Regions from separate parts of the Anser cygnoides genome. Here region 2 is linked to region 1. The links are chromatin contacts, called in public Hi-C maps. All regions are on one chromosome and are shown on one strand. The core of a region is the stretch at or near the end of the contact, and the rest is flanking DNA. Distances in the headings are between cores, read along the strand shown. Region 1 overlaps NCOA1 (nuclear receptor coactivator 1). Region 2 overlaps NCOA1 (nuclear receptor coactivator 1).

Evidence for each region. Hi-C and Micro-C count contacts between places; a contact is called where the count stands out from the background.
Region 2: a Hi-C map of liver shows a contact between it and region 1, with 4 times the contacts expected there. The contact joins two enhancer-like sites. A contact is called at or near these places in 2 of 7 Hi-C or Micro-C datasets (both in liver).

What each region holds. Positions count from the first base shown.
Region 1 is chr3:121,361,758-121,366,291 of Taihu_goose_T2T_genome, reverse strand. The region is part of intron 1 of NCOA1 (nuclear receptor coactivator 1); the gene reads right to left. Among named protein-coding and RNA genes, the nearest start is that of NCOA1, 16 kb to the right of the region's middle. Within about 2 kb of position 1,966, at least 2 of the 3 cell types and tissues checked have open chromatin away from gene starts, as enhancers often do. A contact at or near this core is called in liver, where this site is marked.
Region 2 is chr3:121,426,789-121,431,322 of Taihu_goose_T2T_genome, reverse strand. All of the region lies in intron 2 of NCOA1 (nuclear receptor coactivator 1), which reads right to left. Among named protein-coding and RNA genes, the nearest start is that of NCOA1, 82 kb to the right of the region's middle. Within about 2 kb of position 2,767, at least 2 of the 3 cell types and tissues checked have open chromatin away from gene starts, as enhancers often do. A contact at or near this core is called in liver, where this site is marked.

The DNA of each region.
Region 1 (4,534 bases), core at 717-3,216:
TTGTAAAAGTTTCCTTCAGCAGTTTTGCCTTGCTTGCACAAGTTCCCGAGCGGGCTGGTGTCGGTACATCGTGCTCCCGTGCAGGAGATTACGGTCAAGACCAAATCGAGCTCTTGCTACACATCTAACTGGAACAGCGAGCCCGTAGATGTACTGCTATGGGCTTTTTTTTTTTTTTTTTTTTTATCTAAATCAGTTTAAATAAATAGAATTTGCATCTGGCTGGAGACGGCGTATAGATAACCGGCATTCCTGACACACCAGTTGCACAACCTGCACGCTGATGAGACTCGCTGATGCCTGGTGGTCAAGCTGCCCCAACGCTGCTCTCCTCTACAGCAGCACAACCACCCCACAGCTCTCCTTACCCTTTTTTTTTTTTTTTTTTTTTTTTACAGCTAGACAGCCTGCGACAAGAGCAGCAGGCACTGCTGGCACAGCTAGCTAATCTGTTCATGCTGGGCATACTGGTTCCCAGCCAACGTTTTAACAAACTCCCAAAGTGGCTTAAGCCAAGAGAGGACCTCTCAGGTTGTGATGAAGATACCGAGGAACAGCAGTGGCAGGGAAAGCCAAAACAATCTGCTCATATGATTCTCCGAGGCCACGTTTTATCCTGTTCCCATGATGTAACCAGCAACAGGGCAGCTCGTGCGAAAACACAGGGTCGGGAGCATCCTCAGCTCTTGCTGCGGACAGGAAACAAAAGCGGTGCTGATCCCGAGCCTTCTGCAGACACAGAAGCATTAATAATCCTAGAAGCAAAGAGTCAAAAAGGAAAATGAGCAGAAAGCAGCGAAGAAGCAGAGTGAAGACGCTGCCCAGAGGGGTGCAGGTGGCCTAGGAGCTTGGACACACTCCGACCCCTAGCCCTGAGGAACCAGCACTGGGGATGAGCACGGGTTTTTTTCCAGTATAATCCTACAGGGTGGCTGCAGAGCACAAAGCCAGCATCACCTTGCACGAAGCAGCGTCTGCTCCCTTTTTTCCTTCTCCTGGCAAGGGCTGCTCTGCAAGGACACGCGCCTTAGAGCCACCGCGTCGGCTGCGAGCTATTCACCACGGCGCCACCAACTTCTCTCCGACAGACCGAAAGAGCTTAGAAAACCATCCTGCTGGGTCTGCCTCCCTGCTGAGGAGCATCCCCTCGCCCTTGTCCAGGGGAGCAGGAGCGGAGCACGGCCCCTCCGCAGGGATGGAGCCCGGGACACCCCGGAGGGGCGAGCAGCACGCAGCCCCTCACCTGGAAGAAGCGCAGCGAGCAGAAGCATCCTTCCTTTCTCCCCGGCTAGCACTCGTGATGCGAGCTTCTCAAGATGACGGCCGTTCTGATTGTCTGATTTCTACTGATTTCTCGAAATAACGGGTCGAGCCACCCGGGCTCTGGCAGCTTCGGGCTCCTCACGCTACGCGCTGTGGTTTCCTGTTTGTTATGTTTTCCAGCCTACTTCCGACACCGACGCGAAAAAAAGTTCCTCTGCACCCCCCCGCCCCAGGCTGAGATTGAACCACGTAAACATCAGGCTGGGCTAACAACTCGGTCTCGCTTTCGGAAGAGGAAAAATTGCCTAAATTCAGAGACTTCATTGCATCCCTTTGTCAATATATGCCTGCTATACTTTTTTTTTTTAAATAAACGTTCATCGAGGAGTGGTTTAAGTGCTCAAAAATAAGCCAAGAGAAAACTCGAAACTCATTTCAATTACACTTTGATAAAAAAAAAAAAAAGCCAACCCCTTTCTTCATCCACTGAAAAGCAGTCATTTAGGCTGTCATCTCAGCGAGTTAATTAATTTTCTTAAGAGCAAGCGAGAAAATTAGAACGATTTAAGTCAGCACGGAGCACCCAGCAAGCGCCTGCAGCGTTTCCCCAGGTTGTGCATTGCACCCACCACCCTTCCTTTAGGGGAAAAAGGTCGATCTCGTGGTGGAAGCGTCGAGGCAGGACACCTGCACACCCCAGGGGATGCAGGCACCGTCGGCAGGGTTGGGGTGAGACAAGGAGAAGGGTGTTGGAGCATCGCAGGCAGAAAACCACTGGCTGCGTGCTGCCGAGCTCCGTTTAGATGTCATCTGGGACACCCCAAAGCCAGATTGCACGAGGCTTTATTCCCCTGGGACTGACCGTGTTGCTGGTAGGCTGAGAAACGTCGTTTTCAGGTAAGGTTCCAATGCATTAGTCTTATTTTTAAATATCATATCAGCTACCGGAGCCCTGCTTCATGTCATTTTACAAAACCTTATGAAGAAAGGGTGTGAAAATTACGTTTGAGACAATCTTCAGGTTTTCTGCCCTTTTCCTTTCCCAGCTAGTCACCCATTACCTTCTCAGTCCCTAACAAAGTCGGCAGAACGTAGACTTTGACCATCTGCAAACAAAACCCGTTCTGGGCGACTACGCACATGCTCTCACGCCTCCAGCCGCCGCTGGCAATTAATTCTCTCTCGAAAAGTTGGCGCAGCGCTCAGCCCCCGGCTGCCACTGGCATGGAGGGACATCCGAAATCTGCCAGCGGACGCAGGCGATCCTGTAGGGAAGACGAGGTGAGGAGCACGGAGCACGTTTTGGGGTGTTGTGGCTCAACACCACTAGCTGTGTGTCCAGATCCCAAGGTGCTCCGTAGCCCTAACCCTACCTCGTCCACCTTTTGGCTTTGGGGACTCTCACCAGTAGGGTTTTTCTGCTGGTAAGGCTATCACAGCCATAGGGCTTTGTCTTTCAAAAGTCCTTGAAATACAAAGAGTCGGAATTTTTTTTTTCCTTACTGAAAAAAAATTAGTGAAAGAATATTCTCCTGGAAACGCGTGAACCGGGTCATGGGAAAACGAACAGCAACTCAACGTCATTCACGCCATCTGAGAACACGATCTACGATCCCAGTTATAAAAAAAAATGTACCAGGCTTCCTGAGAAGTACAGATCTGTTCATTGTTCGATACGTGGCTATTCTGATTTTTAAACAGGTTCTTGGTCATTTCAAACAAGGCTGCAAGTGGCAGCGCTGCTGCCTTGTGCCAAATAAAGGGCTTCCAAGAGGCTTTCACCCAGAGATCACGCTAAATGAGAAACAAGAAACCTCCATCCACAGTAGACACAACAACAGCTGAAACTTTCACTGCACTAAGCCCTAAAAATTCAAGTTATGGCTTTAGCATCGCAATGGAAACAGGTAGGAACCGGCCCTGGCATTTCTGTGATTCCCCTGGGAGGGTTTTTCCAGCACTCATCGGCTCGGCCCCGCGCTGGGAGTTTGGAGATGCTTCCCACTCTCAAAGCATCATGGTCACCTTCCCAGCACGGTATCAGATACAAGAAATGAAATAAAATAAATAAGAAATCATTTACATCATTCTTTCAGACGTAGTTTGCAAAAAAAATAAGTTGTCAGCGCTTTTGCATAACACATGCACGTCCATTACGTTTGGAGCAGAAATGGCATTGAAACCACTTCAAGTAGGAATTAGTCAATTCCAGAGATCCCGATAGGGCATAATACCCTAAATGAACGTTGCCGAAACATTTCAAGAAAAAACAAAAAACAGATGGACACCACATGCATCTGTTGGAGGCAAACACAACCTTGCCCGGGATAAAATCTTCATAAACAAAAAAATAAAGCCCTGCATATTTTTAGCTTGACTAAGAGGATTAGGCGAGGGCTTTATGAAGACATTTACACCAGCGTTGACAAACGACACGGGAGCAGCAGACCTGCCCACGTAACTACAGCACGCAGCAGCCGTTCCTCCAGGACCTGAAGAAATTCAGGCTTCGTGGGTCAGGTAGTGCTCATGTCCATCCCAAGACGAGGGTGCTGTAAAGCCCTAGTGCCATGATTTTTGGTATTCCCAGCCCTGGACGCATGGCTTCTTTGCTTCTTCCACGCCGAGCAGCACGCGGCCGATGGAGCAGAATCGCCCTGCAATTCTCTTGGGTCTCTGCTCCCTGCACCTCCGAGGCCGCCCGGCCACCAGCTGGTGAGTTTAAGCAGCAAAAAGCGAGGCTGTAGGAGCTAACGGAAAGCAATACCCTATAAATTCCGGAGATTTAAAAACAAGCTTGCAGTTGGAAGCAAGGCAAAGCGCCGCAGCGCCGCTCGCTCCGCCAACCACGGCTCACACGTTACATCAGCCACCATCAATATTTCTAAGTCATTAAAGTGTCTTAATGGAAACGCGAATGCCTGCCCCGAGCCCACCGCCACGGCGAGCTGTCCAGCACCCTTGCTCGGGATGCAGGTGGAAGCCCTTCCTCCCCAGCCCTCGTCTTCTTGATAAATTCATGCCCAAGCGCAAAACCAGATTTTCAAAAGATGGTAATTACTGGCAGCGTCTTAATAGCATCATTAGAAACGAGAGCTCCCCATCCATGCCAGGGATCGTGCCAGCATGCCAAGGCAAATTAACAGTGCTTTCCTCTATCAGAACAGGCATTCCTTCTTTAGGTAATGACAGCACGATTCAAGGATTACAGCATTTCTTTTTTCAAAGGATCACTATTAAACATACAGACCTCAACAAGCAGCAGGGATTT
Region 2 (4,534 bases), core at 1,518-4,017, 64 kb before region 1:
GGGATCCGGCCCGGCGCCGCGCTCACCGCTCCCAGCCACCCTCTCCGGGAGGCACGCCGTCCGCAGCGCCTCGCGGCCCCCCAAGATTTTGCTTTCACGGTCGAAGCTCTGCATTTAATTAAAAGCAGCCTTGATAATTATGGTTTCCAGCCAATCCCCTCGTCTGCAGCCCTGCTGGCTGTAGAGATCCTCGTTTTCAGCAGGCGTAAAGAGGGAGAAGCGCGGCTGCGGCGGTGCCTGGAGGGCTGGGGCTGCGCGGGGACCAGGAGGGACCCAGCGGCGCCGAGCGCCGCTCGCTAACGAAGCCCCAGGGTGGCAAAGCAGTGCCCAGGGAAGGGAGCGAGCCTCGTACCCAGCCACAATTTGCCACAAGGAGCGGCACCGCTGGAAATTACGTTTATTTTCACCTCCGTGGCTGCGCTCCTAACCGCGCTCCAGGTGCGCGGCCGTGACAATTACGGCGCTTACACGACCGCCGCGCCCGGCGGCGCAACAAACGCCTCCGCCAGCAGCAGGAGGACAACAACCATTAGCGAAAGCAAGGTAGCAGGGGACGTTTTAGCACCGCGTTCCCCGGAGGATGGTGTCAGAGAGACCGACCTGTTAGGAGGGGTAAAAAGGAGCAGGAGTAATTGCATCACTTCGTGCCCTTTGAACGACCTTTGGATCCCGACGCTTTTTGCCAGGAAGGATAACGAAAGTCAGGCTAATTAAGCAACGAACATGCCCACGGTAGGGAGTGTGAAAATTTTAAGAAGTCTGACAAGTTGTTAGGAAGCGCGCAGCTCCCAGCTTCGCCTCCCTGCTGTCACTCTGGGAGCAGCCGCGATGGTGCAAAAGCTCCTCGCGCTTTTTCCTCTTCCTTGGGATTGACTTGGAGCAAAGAGCCCGTTTTAAAAACATTTCTGATCCTGCAAGCAGGCACCCGCCTGCTTTTCATGTAAGGAATTCAGTGCTGCTTGTCATTCCTACAGAATTACAGAATCTCGGAGAGGTTTGGGCTGGCAGGGAGCTCAGAGCCCCCCGGTGCCACCCCCTGCCATGGCCACGGCCCCAAAAAGGTCCCTGAGGGCACCCAGCAGAGCCTGAGCCCACACCGTGGGCGCCCTCCGTGTGCCAGGAGCTACCGCTGCCCGATTACTGACCCTCCCCGCACAAAGGCTGCCCTACAATGTCCCGTCACCACCAGAAAACCCAAAGCACGGGGATCTGGCACGTTTTAAAGCCCCGTATTTCTGTCGGGGCCACCGGAGCTGCCGCGCTCGGCGCCGGCGTGGTTGGCAACCTCACTGCGAGCACGGGTCCGACCACGACGAACGTTCCTGGCTCTTCCCGTAGGTACCCAGCCGGCACCAGTGCGAATCCCTCGTCCTCTCTAACCCCATGCAGAGCCTGTAACGACGCCACGGCCCCTGCCCGCCTCCCAGGCGGGACCACCCGAGGCCGGGGGGCCCACCCCGAGCAGCAGAGCTGAAGGTCACACGCTCGGGGACACAAAACCACGTCGCCAGTTCCACATCCAGGGCCGGGGAACTCTCCGAATTGCGGAGAACCACTAACGTTTGGGCTGGTCTGACTGCGGGAGAGGGAACGCTGCGTGTGGAAGGGCCAGGAGGAAGAGGCAGCAGAGGCAGGGCTGGAAATAGGGCAGAGGCTGATGGCACCCGGGTTATCGGGTCACTGAGGCACCAGCACAGACCCCCCTGCGGCGTGCCGGGGTGCCCGGGCTGGGAGACACAAAGCAGAGGGTAAACCCTGGTGAGCCCCAGGATGGGACTGGGTGGATCCTAAGTTTTTCATGAAAAAGAGGTTCTTTTAGTGCAAGGGTACCCTATGTAAGACCTATACAGATAACACGGGGAAGAAGACGGGCAAACAAAAGCGCTCTGAAAGCCCAGGGGTGATGCGAGGCTGAGGAGCAGCATCACGCTGCCAGCGCCTGGGCGTTATTCTCGTGCTGCTTAGCGGGGCACCGACGGCAAAAGAGACAAAACAACTGGGGAAAAAAAAAGACAGAGCCAGGTCTGGAAACGGTAAATTTGCCGCTGCCACGCAGGAGGGGTGCAGCAGTGCATCCGGCGACAATTTAGCCTTCGGCACCGCCACAGCCACTTGTTTCGGCAGGGGATGGGGACCCCAGGTTCGTCCCCTGCTCTTTTTGCGCAGCCCCCGTGGCACCGGCAGGGCTCGGAGCCGCGGCACGGCACCGACGCGAGGCGAGGAGCCGCCGAGCGCAGCGCGTGAGCTCCCGACCCAGCCCCGAGTTCAGGTTGCCCAACCTCGCCGTGCACACACGCGGTGAAAATCGGAGCGCTCCAGCAAAGCAGGTGTGCATCTCTGCCATGAAATGCCTCCTCAGATCTGCCTCCACAGGGCTGTTTGTTTAAGAAAAAAATTAAAATATTTCAAAGCCTTTAAGGCCAGGAGAAATTCAAGCACAGAATCATGTTGTGAGCCCCCACGCAGCCCCCAGGAACTTCCAGCAAGGGGAAGAGCTCCTGCAAATTGTGCAACGCTTTGCTCAGGAGAACCCAAACCTCCCCCCGTACACATGTGAAATCATTAACTTCATCTGCTGCTTTTACTTCTCCCATCAATGATTAACAAATGTTAAGCAATCAGCATTTTTCCTTTTAACGAGGAACGCTCTCTTTTTTTTTTAAAAAAAAAAGAAAAAAACAACAAGTAATGTCCTTACTTCTGCAAGTCGCTGCGAGGATTCTTGCCAGATCCCTCCAGCTTAAACATTTGCACGCTGCTTTTCAAGGTCACCGCTGAACCACGTAATTCTCTCCTTCGCGCATTATCCTCAAGGTGCGCGGCTTTATTCAGCGCCGCGAACGGCGTGCGCCGGCGGGGAGCCGCGCCACCCGAAACGGCCTCGGCGAAGTTCGATCGGTAAAAAGAAAATGCCCGGGGGAAGGCAGCTTCGGAAAATGCAAATATCACCAGGCAGCAGCCGGACCCCGTCCTTTCTTCGCGCGCCGTTACGTAAAAGCCCTGAAAGAAGCGAGGTGGCGGGGAGCTCGCGCGGCGGGGAGCGCGCTGCAGCCGCCCCTACGCAGCCGCCGCCCCCGCTCACGGCCCCCCAAAAATTTTGGGTGGTGGCGATGCCGGGTGGCGATAACCCCCTGCCCCTTACCTGCCTGCTCCGGGCGTGCAAGGCTGCGCGGTGCCCGGCTCGTGCCCGCGCTCGCCCCATGCGGTGCCGCTCGCCCGCGCGCGGGGCTGCCGGGGCCGGGTGGGGGGCTCCTCTGCGCCACCCCCGGGGGGGGGGGGGGCACCGGGGGCACCCGGTGGGTGGCTGTGACCGCACGGATGGCTCCCGGGGGGGGATGAGGAGGAGGGAGGGGAAGGAAGCAGCGATGATGCTCATGGTTTGGATGAAAAGCGGAGCTGGTGCGGTCCTACGGGCTCCCGTTTGAAAAAAATAAAATGCCTGATTTCTGTTTGATTTTCAAAAATAAAAATCAAAAGCAATACGCTCACTGCCTGCAATTTTATTATTTTTTCTTTACTTTTTTTTTTGAAATTACTTTTTTATTTTTAATTTTTAATTCAGACAGGTTTTTAACGTGCATCCCTGTAACTCACGGCTGCGTGTGCCCTGCCGAGCTCGGCTTCCCGCGGCACACAGAATTACCGTTCCACGGGAGGAAAAGCTACGATGCGACCAAAACGACCAAAAACCCTCAGCAGACCCACATTTTGCTCCTCTACACCACGGGGCATTTTTGCTCTGAGCACAAGCAGCTTTTTTATTCCACTGCTGGGGGCTCTGCTCCGGTGGGAGGCGTCCCCTGCCCAGGGCAGGGGCTTGGACGAAAATGATCTTTAAGGTCCCTACGAGCCCAAACCACCCTATGATTGATTCTGTGGTTCTCTGATTCTATAAAAAGGGCTCCCCAGACGTCACCTTGGGCTTGCAAGCAGGTGACCGTGGGACGAGACCAGGGTGACAAGTACCAGTTTGGCTAAAATTTGGGATGCGCGCAGGCTGGCCCGCTAAGGAGCCGCACGCGTGGACAGAAGCGGTCCTCATCGCACCCTCCTCGCAATCGGGGCAGCACGAGGACGAAAACCAAGCCTTTCGTTTCCTGATTACCCACCCTGGGAAACAGCAGACTCCTGTCACCCCGCTGCCTTCCCCCAAAGGGACACGTGCCCCGGTGGTCCGCGGCGCGGGAGGGACAGGGTCTCGCCGCGTCCGCGCACCGCAAGTCACGTCGCCCACGCGGCCGGGGTCTGGAAGTCATTTGACCGAACTGTAAACAGAAGTAAACAGAGGAACCTTAAGATGTTTGGGCCGCAAAATGGCTGTTTTGACGCGGAGCCAAAAAGCTGCAGTTCTGCCATCTCTTTGCCAGCGGAAAGGGTGATTCGTGGCGCCCCGAGCTGGGAGCACCACCACTGCCCCTGCCCTGTGCTGCTCGAGGAGGAAGCCCGGTTTTCAAATTCCCTTCGTCAACCCCGCGGATGAATCGTTGCCACGATGGGACTTCTTGCCCTGACCAGCGACAGACGCCGGAGAACA